Linked DNA regions of Macaca mulatta: region 1 is linked to region 2. The links are chromatin contacts, called in public Hi-C maps. All regions are on one chromosome and are shown on one strand. Each heading gives the region's core, a stretch centred on a gene start, on an enhancer-like site or on the middle of the called end of the contact. The rest is flanking DNA. Distances are from core to core; before and after follow the strand shown. Region 1 has its middle 29 kb from the start of SFSWAP. Region 2 has its middle 320 kb from the start of ADGRD1.

Region 1 (3,281 bases), core at 541-3,040, 380 kb after region 2:
CGGACGCCCTAGACCTCTCGCTGGGGGAGGGGGGCTCAGGGCCTCGGGGGCAAAGGCCCAGGTCACATCAGGGTCACAGCACCAATGCCCAGGGCTGGGTGGACGTGGCTGCCAGTCCAGCTGAGCTGGTGGGAGCTGGGTCACTGGGGAGCAGCCCCCAGCCTTGACTCTGACAGCCGACTGTGGCCGGGTGCGCCTGGAGCTGCCAGGACTTCCGGTTCTCCAGGAGGAGGTGGAAATCCAGGTTTTACCTGGAACATCCCGACTTTGATCTACTGGCAACAGACTCAGAATTTCACAGGACGACATATGGACCACATGGAGCGTCCCAGGTTGGGTGGAGCCCCCGCCCCACTGGCTTTCTCAGGACTAATGGTGGCAGCAGCTCACAGCCCTGAGGCAGGAGCCATCCATGCTCAGGGTTTTAAGCGCTTTTTCTCATTTTGTGCTCCCTGGGAACTGCAATTTAGAGGTGATGGAAACCAACAGAATGGCTGACCTTGGGGGATTGGCCCAAGGTCACCCGGGCTCAGGAGCGGGGCCGGGATGGACTCTCCTGGACTCTGTGCTGCAGCTCCCCCAGCCCCTGCACTTCACTGGCTCCCTGCCTATTAAATCATAATGCTAATAATTAGTAGCGTAGTCATCATCGTTACCAGATGCCACTGCTTCCGGCTGGAAGGTCTGAGGCTGTGCAGGGAGGAGGGAGAGGCCCCTGTCTTCCTCCCTTCCCCACCCGCCTCCCCTGGAGAGCAGGGAACGGAACAAAGCGTCCCTGGGACCGGCTTGCACCTGCTCAGAAGCTGGGGATGAGCTTAAAGCTTTCCTTGAGGAGCTTGAACCCGAGCTTGTCCTGCCGCGGTCAGCATGGGGACCCTGCTGTCCACACCTCTGGGCACCCGTCCACGCAGGCATCTTTCTCTCTGTTCCAGGGGGGCCGACACCCCGGGCCTCTCCTCTGGGGTCTCTCGCCACCTGGAGGAGAGGTGGGCTCGCCGCGAGCTCCCATCAGCTGCTGCTTTTGCTGGGCTGCCTGTGCCTTCCCTTTGAGGTTACAATTCACATTCATGGTGTCTGTGCACATTCCTGGTTCCAACGTCTTCTGCAGAAACTCCTCACCCTGTAGTCTCCCTGCCTTGCTATGCTGTGTTAGTGATCACCCACAACGACGGTGACAGGTTGCATTAAAGTCATGAAGAGCAGAGCCCCTTGTGAGTGGTCCAGGATGCTCCACTTGGCCGGTGGATGGAGCAGCCACAGTGCAGGACTTCCGGGGACAGCTGTCTCTTCTCTCAAGGTCCTGGCTCAGTCTGGCTGCTGGATGCCCCATTTTCCCATGTGTGTCCCCGAGGGGCCTCTTCCAGGACTGTCCCAGATGAGAAGGCCTCCTGGGCCCCTCCTCCCTACTCCCCAGGGCAACTGTGAGCTCCGTGGAGCCCAGGACAGCCCCACAGGTTTCCCCGCAGAGAACTGGGCAGAGGCTGACCTCCTCAGGCACCCTGGGCCCCTGACCATTTGACGCTGCTCACTGTTCTCCAGACACTCATCCGACCTGAAGTCACGGGTGCTGGTGCCATGGCGACTGGTGCATAGCAACCCACACATTCTCCACGCCAGGGCAGGTGGCTTTATTGCTCTTAGGCTGGGTTAGTGACGGCAGCACCCGGGACAGTCACTGTCGAAGCCTCCTGGAACACAGGGCCTGACCGTCTAGGAGCGGCCATGAGAGGACAGCCCCGAGCTCTGTAGAGAGGACATGAGGTCACACGTGGGGACACGATGGCACCCACACTCCGAGCTCTGTACAGAGGACATGAGGTCACAGGTGGAGACACGATGGCACCAGTGTCCCAGCTCTGCGCAGAGGACATGAGGTCACACGTGGGGACACGATGGCACCAGTGTCCCAGCTCTGCGCAGAGGACATGAGGTCACACGTGGGGACACGATGGCACCAGTGTCCCAGCTCTGCGCAGAGGACATGAGGTCACACGTGGGGACACGATGGCACCAGTGTCCCAGCTCTGCGCAGAGGACATCAGGTCACACGTGGGGACACGATGGCACCAGTGTCCCAGCTCTAAGCAGAGGACATCAGGTCACACGTGGGGACACGATGGCACCAGTGTCCCGAGCTCTGCACAGAGGACATGAGGTCACAGGTGGGGACACGATGGCACCAGTGTCCCGAGCTCTGTGCAGAGGACGTGAGGTCACATGTGGAGACATGATGGCACCCACACCCTGAGCTCCTAACAGAGGACACGCATCACACATGGGGATATAATGCCACACATGCCCCATCTGTGATCACTGTCACCTCCCCGGAATGGCCTCACTGAGGACAACAGAGTGGCCTGGGAGGAACATACAGTCACGTCTGCACAGCCCGTGTGACTGGCGGCCGGCACGTGGGGTGGGTCAGGTGAGAGTCACCCTGGGACCCAAACCCCACAGGCCCCCCAGACCCAATCCCCGATCACATAGAACAAGCCAGTAAGCATGTGTCCTGGATGAGCCAACCGCGCTCTCCCCACTTGGGATGTGGCTGCCCCGCAGGGGTGGGTCCCAGAGGCTGACTTGGGTTGACCAGATGGACTCTGGAGCAGGGCATCAGCTCCACTCTGAATGGAGTTCAGGGTTTGGTTGGAAGAAGCTGGAGCCAAGAGATGACACTGGGAAAGGGGCTCCTGGGAGGGGCCGACGAGAGGGAGAGAAGTGGGAGGACACGTATTGCTGGGGTCCAGGAGCAGGCTCCTCACGGGACGTGGGCAGCCAGCTGGGTCAGGAGCAGGAGGTGGGGCGGCAGCTGAGGGGCGTCTGCTGTGGATGACAGGGGCCAAGGGAAGAAGGAGGGAAACGTGGAGGGAAGCAGAGGTCAGTGTTGAACCCTGAGCAGGAGGTAGAGGCCAGGGAGGGTCAGAAGAGGTGGGTCTTATGGGAGGAAAACGGAAAGGGGAGGGGGAGGTGCGGGATCTGGACTGTGGGACGTGGGCTGAGGGGCGGGAGCGTAGGGAGGGGATGCAGGGGTGCCTGACCTGGAGCTCTGTCCCTCCAGCTGGCCGGGCAACAGGGCTCCAGAACCCACCTCCTGCGAGTGTCTCCGGACGGCTTTGCAGCAGCGGGAGAGATTTAGGATCGGGGAAAAGGGAAGATTCACGGTGGGGCTTCAAAACAATCAGCAGAAACGTCCCGGGTGGGGTGAACAGCAGCTCCCAACCTCACGTCGTTGTATTATATTAGCACTGCCCATCGTGATCGAGAGCTGGGATGTGTCCGCG
Region 2 (3,549 bases), core at 605-3,104:
GGGGGCTTCCAGGTCACAGGTAGGTGAGACACAAATGGTTACATTCTTTGGAGTTTCTGATTAGCCTTTCCAAAGGAGGCAGATCAGATATGCATCTATCTCAGGGAGCCAAGGAGTGACTTTGAATAGAATGGGGGCGGGTTTGCCCTGAGCAGTTCCCAGCCTGACTTTTTCCCCAAGTGATTTTTGGGGCCCAAGATATTTTCCTTTCCCAGGGGGAAGGGAGTTAGGGCCAGCTCCAGCATCCTCGGTCAGGAGGTCGCTTCTGTTCTCAGAGCTCCCGTCCTTAGAACCGCCCACACCCCCATGAACTCAGGGCCCACCCTGGGGCAGAAGCTGTGTTGTCCTTGCTTGCACCTCCACCCGTCACTAGGTGAGTGGCACTGGAGACACTCAGCCCTAAGTGTGGGTGTGGTCTCCCCGGGGCCTCAGCATCGTGCAGGTCACCTCCAGGTCAGCCCGGAGACTCCAGGGCACCAGTGTCATCTCTGCTCTGCTGCGGGGTCACCTCTGGTTCAGCCCGGGGACTCAGGACACCAGTGTAGCCTCTGCTCTGCTGCTGTAACTGCCAGCTTCAGCTGCAGGAGGAGGAGGAGTTGGGACATCGGGAAAGAGGCATGGAGCTCCTTTGTAGAGAAGCTCAGAGGTTTCCAGAATGCCAAGCAGGCCTCCTGCCTCAGAGCACACCCTGCAGTTGGAATAGCAAAGCTTTGGCTTTCTGAACCCCAGCCCCAGTGGGCGCTCTGCCTTGGGGAGCAGCAGACTCCAGGCTTCAGGGTGAGAATTCTGTTCTCTCTTTGCATTATAAATGTGAATCTAACAATTATAGCTGATTAGCATGCAAAAGTCAAACAACATTTGGCAGAGCCTCCTTTCACCTCTAATGGTTCCCGTCTGAGCTGCCCAAATGGTTGCCTGGCACCTGATTTCAGTGGGCCCAAGGGGTTTGCTCTGCCCCACGGCTGCAGGGGGGAGATGGGGGAGGCCTGTGAGGGAGGCAGCAGCTGGAGCCCAGAGGACTCCAGGCCTGTGGTTCCTTCTGTCCCAGGCCCCAGGTTTGCCTTTTCCCCAGGTTTCAGAGTCTTCCTGCACTTGTTGAGTGATGCCCAGGATATTCTGCTGTGAAAGGGAGAAGCCAGGAGGGCGGCACTGCTCTGTCTTGGCAGGAACTGGAGGGCCCGTCTGATTGATTTTTGTGTGGCTGTTGTAGTTGTAGCTTTGATGGTTGTGCTTAGTTTATGGTCAGCAAGGTCACTCGGTGTACTGTCACCCAGGATGTGAGAGCACCAATGCACCCCGATCTAGCCCCTCTGTCAGGCCCCACTGCCCTGACAACTCCCTGATGTGGATGCCACAATGAGGGACATGTGGCCACAGCAAACGGAAAATGGGCTCTGGGATCCCTGTGGCAACTTGATCGCTTTTTGTGGCTGACAGCTGGGGTGTGTTCTCAGGGATGGTCTGCGGTTCCAAGCCGGACTCTCTCCCCATAGCTCACAGCAGCATATGCACGGACTCTCCCCATAGCTCACAGCAGCATGTGCGCGGACTCTCCCCATAGCTCACAGCAGCATGTGCGCGGACTCTCCCCATAGCTCACAGCAGCATGTGCGCGGACTCTCCCCATAGCTCACAGCAGCATGTGCGCGGACTCTCTCCCCATAGCTCACAGCAGCATGTGCGCGGACTCTCTCCCCATAGCTCACAGCAGCATGTGCGCAGACTCGCTCCCCATAGCTCACAGCCTCAGAGCAGACCCGGTCCTGAAACAGCTACAAACGCCCCGAGGACCATCCACTCTAGGACGGGGCAGAGGGGGTCAGTCCAAAGTTTTACAAGCCCTGAAACAACCACCAGCCCCTTAGGGCACCCACAGTGTGTGGAGAGGGAGAGGGGAAGGGAGAGGAGCTCTACCCCGGAGACCAGGATCTTCTCTTCAACCGAGCTCTGTCCCCTTCCACCCAGAACCCTCCCAGCCTCTCAGAGGGGCCTTGAGTGGTGGGGGAGGGGAGCCAGCAGGAGCAGTTTCACGCAGGGCTTCTGCTGGGGGGAGCCTCAGAGGAGGGGTCCCCCAGAGGCCACATCCCTGGGGGTAACCGGAGGACACCTGCCCGTGGGGTGTGGGCGAGACCCCAAGGCCTCCAGGCATGCATGAGTTAGAAGGAGTGGGTGTCTGGGCTCCGTGGACCTGTTCAGGCTTTCTCCTCCTGGGGGTCACTTCCATCAGGGTGGGGAGCGGGCTCTGTCTGACACGAGGCTCAGCACAACTCAGGCACCTGTTCTTGGAAACCCTCCAGGGGCACGTGAGCTTGACGTCCAGGAATGAGCTCCCCCGGGGGTGAAAGCCATTTCCCACCCACCCTCACCTCCCACCCAGTGCTGCCCTTGAGAAGCCTCTGCCTGGGGTCGGGGGTGAGCAGGCAGGGCCTGCACTTGCAATTTGCAGACATTGCCCCCATCCCAGGGCTACATCAGACTGGGGAAGATGAGGTGACCATCTGCTCCCCTGAGAGCCTTGGCGATTTCTGTTAGAGATTTGCAGAATCTCCCTGAAATTTCCTTAAAATGTTATTTGCCCCAACTTTACTGAACTCTCATTAGAGTAATCAATCCATACGCTTTGCATAAACATTTGATCTTAATAAGAAATAAGAATGTTGGAACTAGGACTGTTTTGACTATTTCTTAACATCTAAGTTTAACTAACTTAAATAATTCAGTAGGTGGCCATAGAAAACCTGGAGACATTTCTACCTAAGGACAACACATTCAAAGACTTATGGGTTATTTATTCCTTTAATTTCCCCTCAAATACAGCCATACAAGCATCCATATTATGTGGTTTCAATGAATATTTATTTCTCAAATGAGCTATGCGGCTGTTCGGATTTTCTAATGAAAGGCGGGGAGGAGGGAGGCTGGCCTTTTGTAGGCTCTATCGGCCGCGACAGTCCCAGATGCTCCCAGAGTCCCCAGCACAGGAGGCCCTGACCCATCAGGGTCTGCACGGGGCTCCAGAGAAAGGAGCGTCTGCCCTCCACCTCACGCGGAGCAGAAGCCAGTGAGAGTAGCAAAGGCGCTCCCACCCCCTGCTGGGGTGCGCTGCACTTCACAGTCTGCAGGGGCCACACTGTGTCTAGCAGGGCTGGGGTGCAAGGAGTTGGCTGTCAGTCTCCTCCAGCCTCCCGTGCCTCAGCTACCTGGAAAATGGACACAGGTGTCACGGGGTGGTTCCTGCCCTATAGGAGGAGCCCACACGTCATTACCTGTGGTCTCAGCATAAGGGACACAGACTCTGGGCTTAAATCTGGAGGCCATATGGGGACAGTGCCATCCCCTCAACCAGCATCACCACGATGGGATTTTGGAGAGGGGCTGGGGGTTATGCACCTCTGATTTTATTATTGCCCTCTTTCTCCATCTCCCAGCTTCCAGCTCCCTCCTCTTAAGATCATGGAGTCTCTATTTCCTTCCACATCTGCACCTCATTCCTTATGTATGTGAGATCCTCCGAAGGCAGAGCTATAGAGCAGGAAATCGGTTTTGCAA

The links. Hi-C and Micro-C count contacts between places; a contact is called where the count stands out from the background.
Region 1: a Hi-C map of sperm shows a contact between it and region 2, with 14 times the contacts expected there. The contact joins two enhancer-like sites. A contact is called at or near these places in 4 of 14 Hi-C or Micro-C datasets (blood, fetal cortex germinal zone, fibroblasts and 1 more).

Annotation. Positions count from the first base shown.
Region 1 is chr11:139,038,216-139,041,496 of T2T-MMU8v2.0, forward strand. No RefSeq gene overlaps it. Among named protein-coding and RNA genes, the nearest start is that of SFSWAP, 29 kb to the right of the region's middle. Within about 2 kb of position 1,791, at least 2 of the 40 cell types and tissues checked have an H3K27ac peak or open chromatin away from gene starts, as enhancers often do.
Region 2 is chr11:138,661,002-138,664,550 of T2T-MMU8v2.0, forward strand. No RefSeq gene overlaps it. Among named protein-coding and RNA genes, the nearest start is that of ADGRD1, 320 kb to the left of the region's middle. Within about 2 kb of position 1,855, at least 4 of the 40 cell types and tissues checked have an H3K27ac peak or open chromatin away from gene starts, as enhancers often do.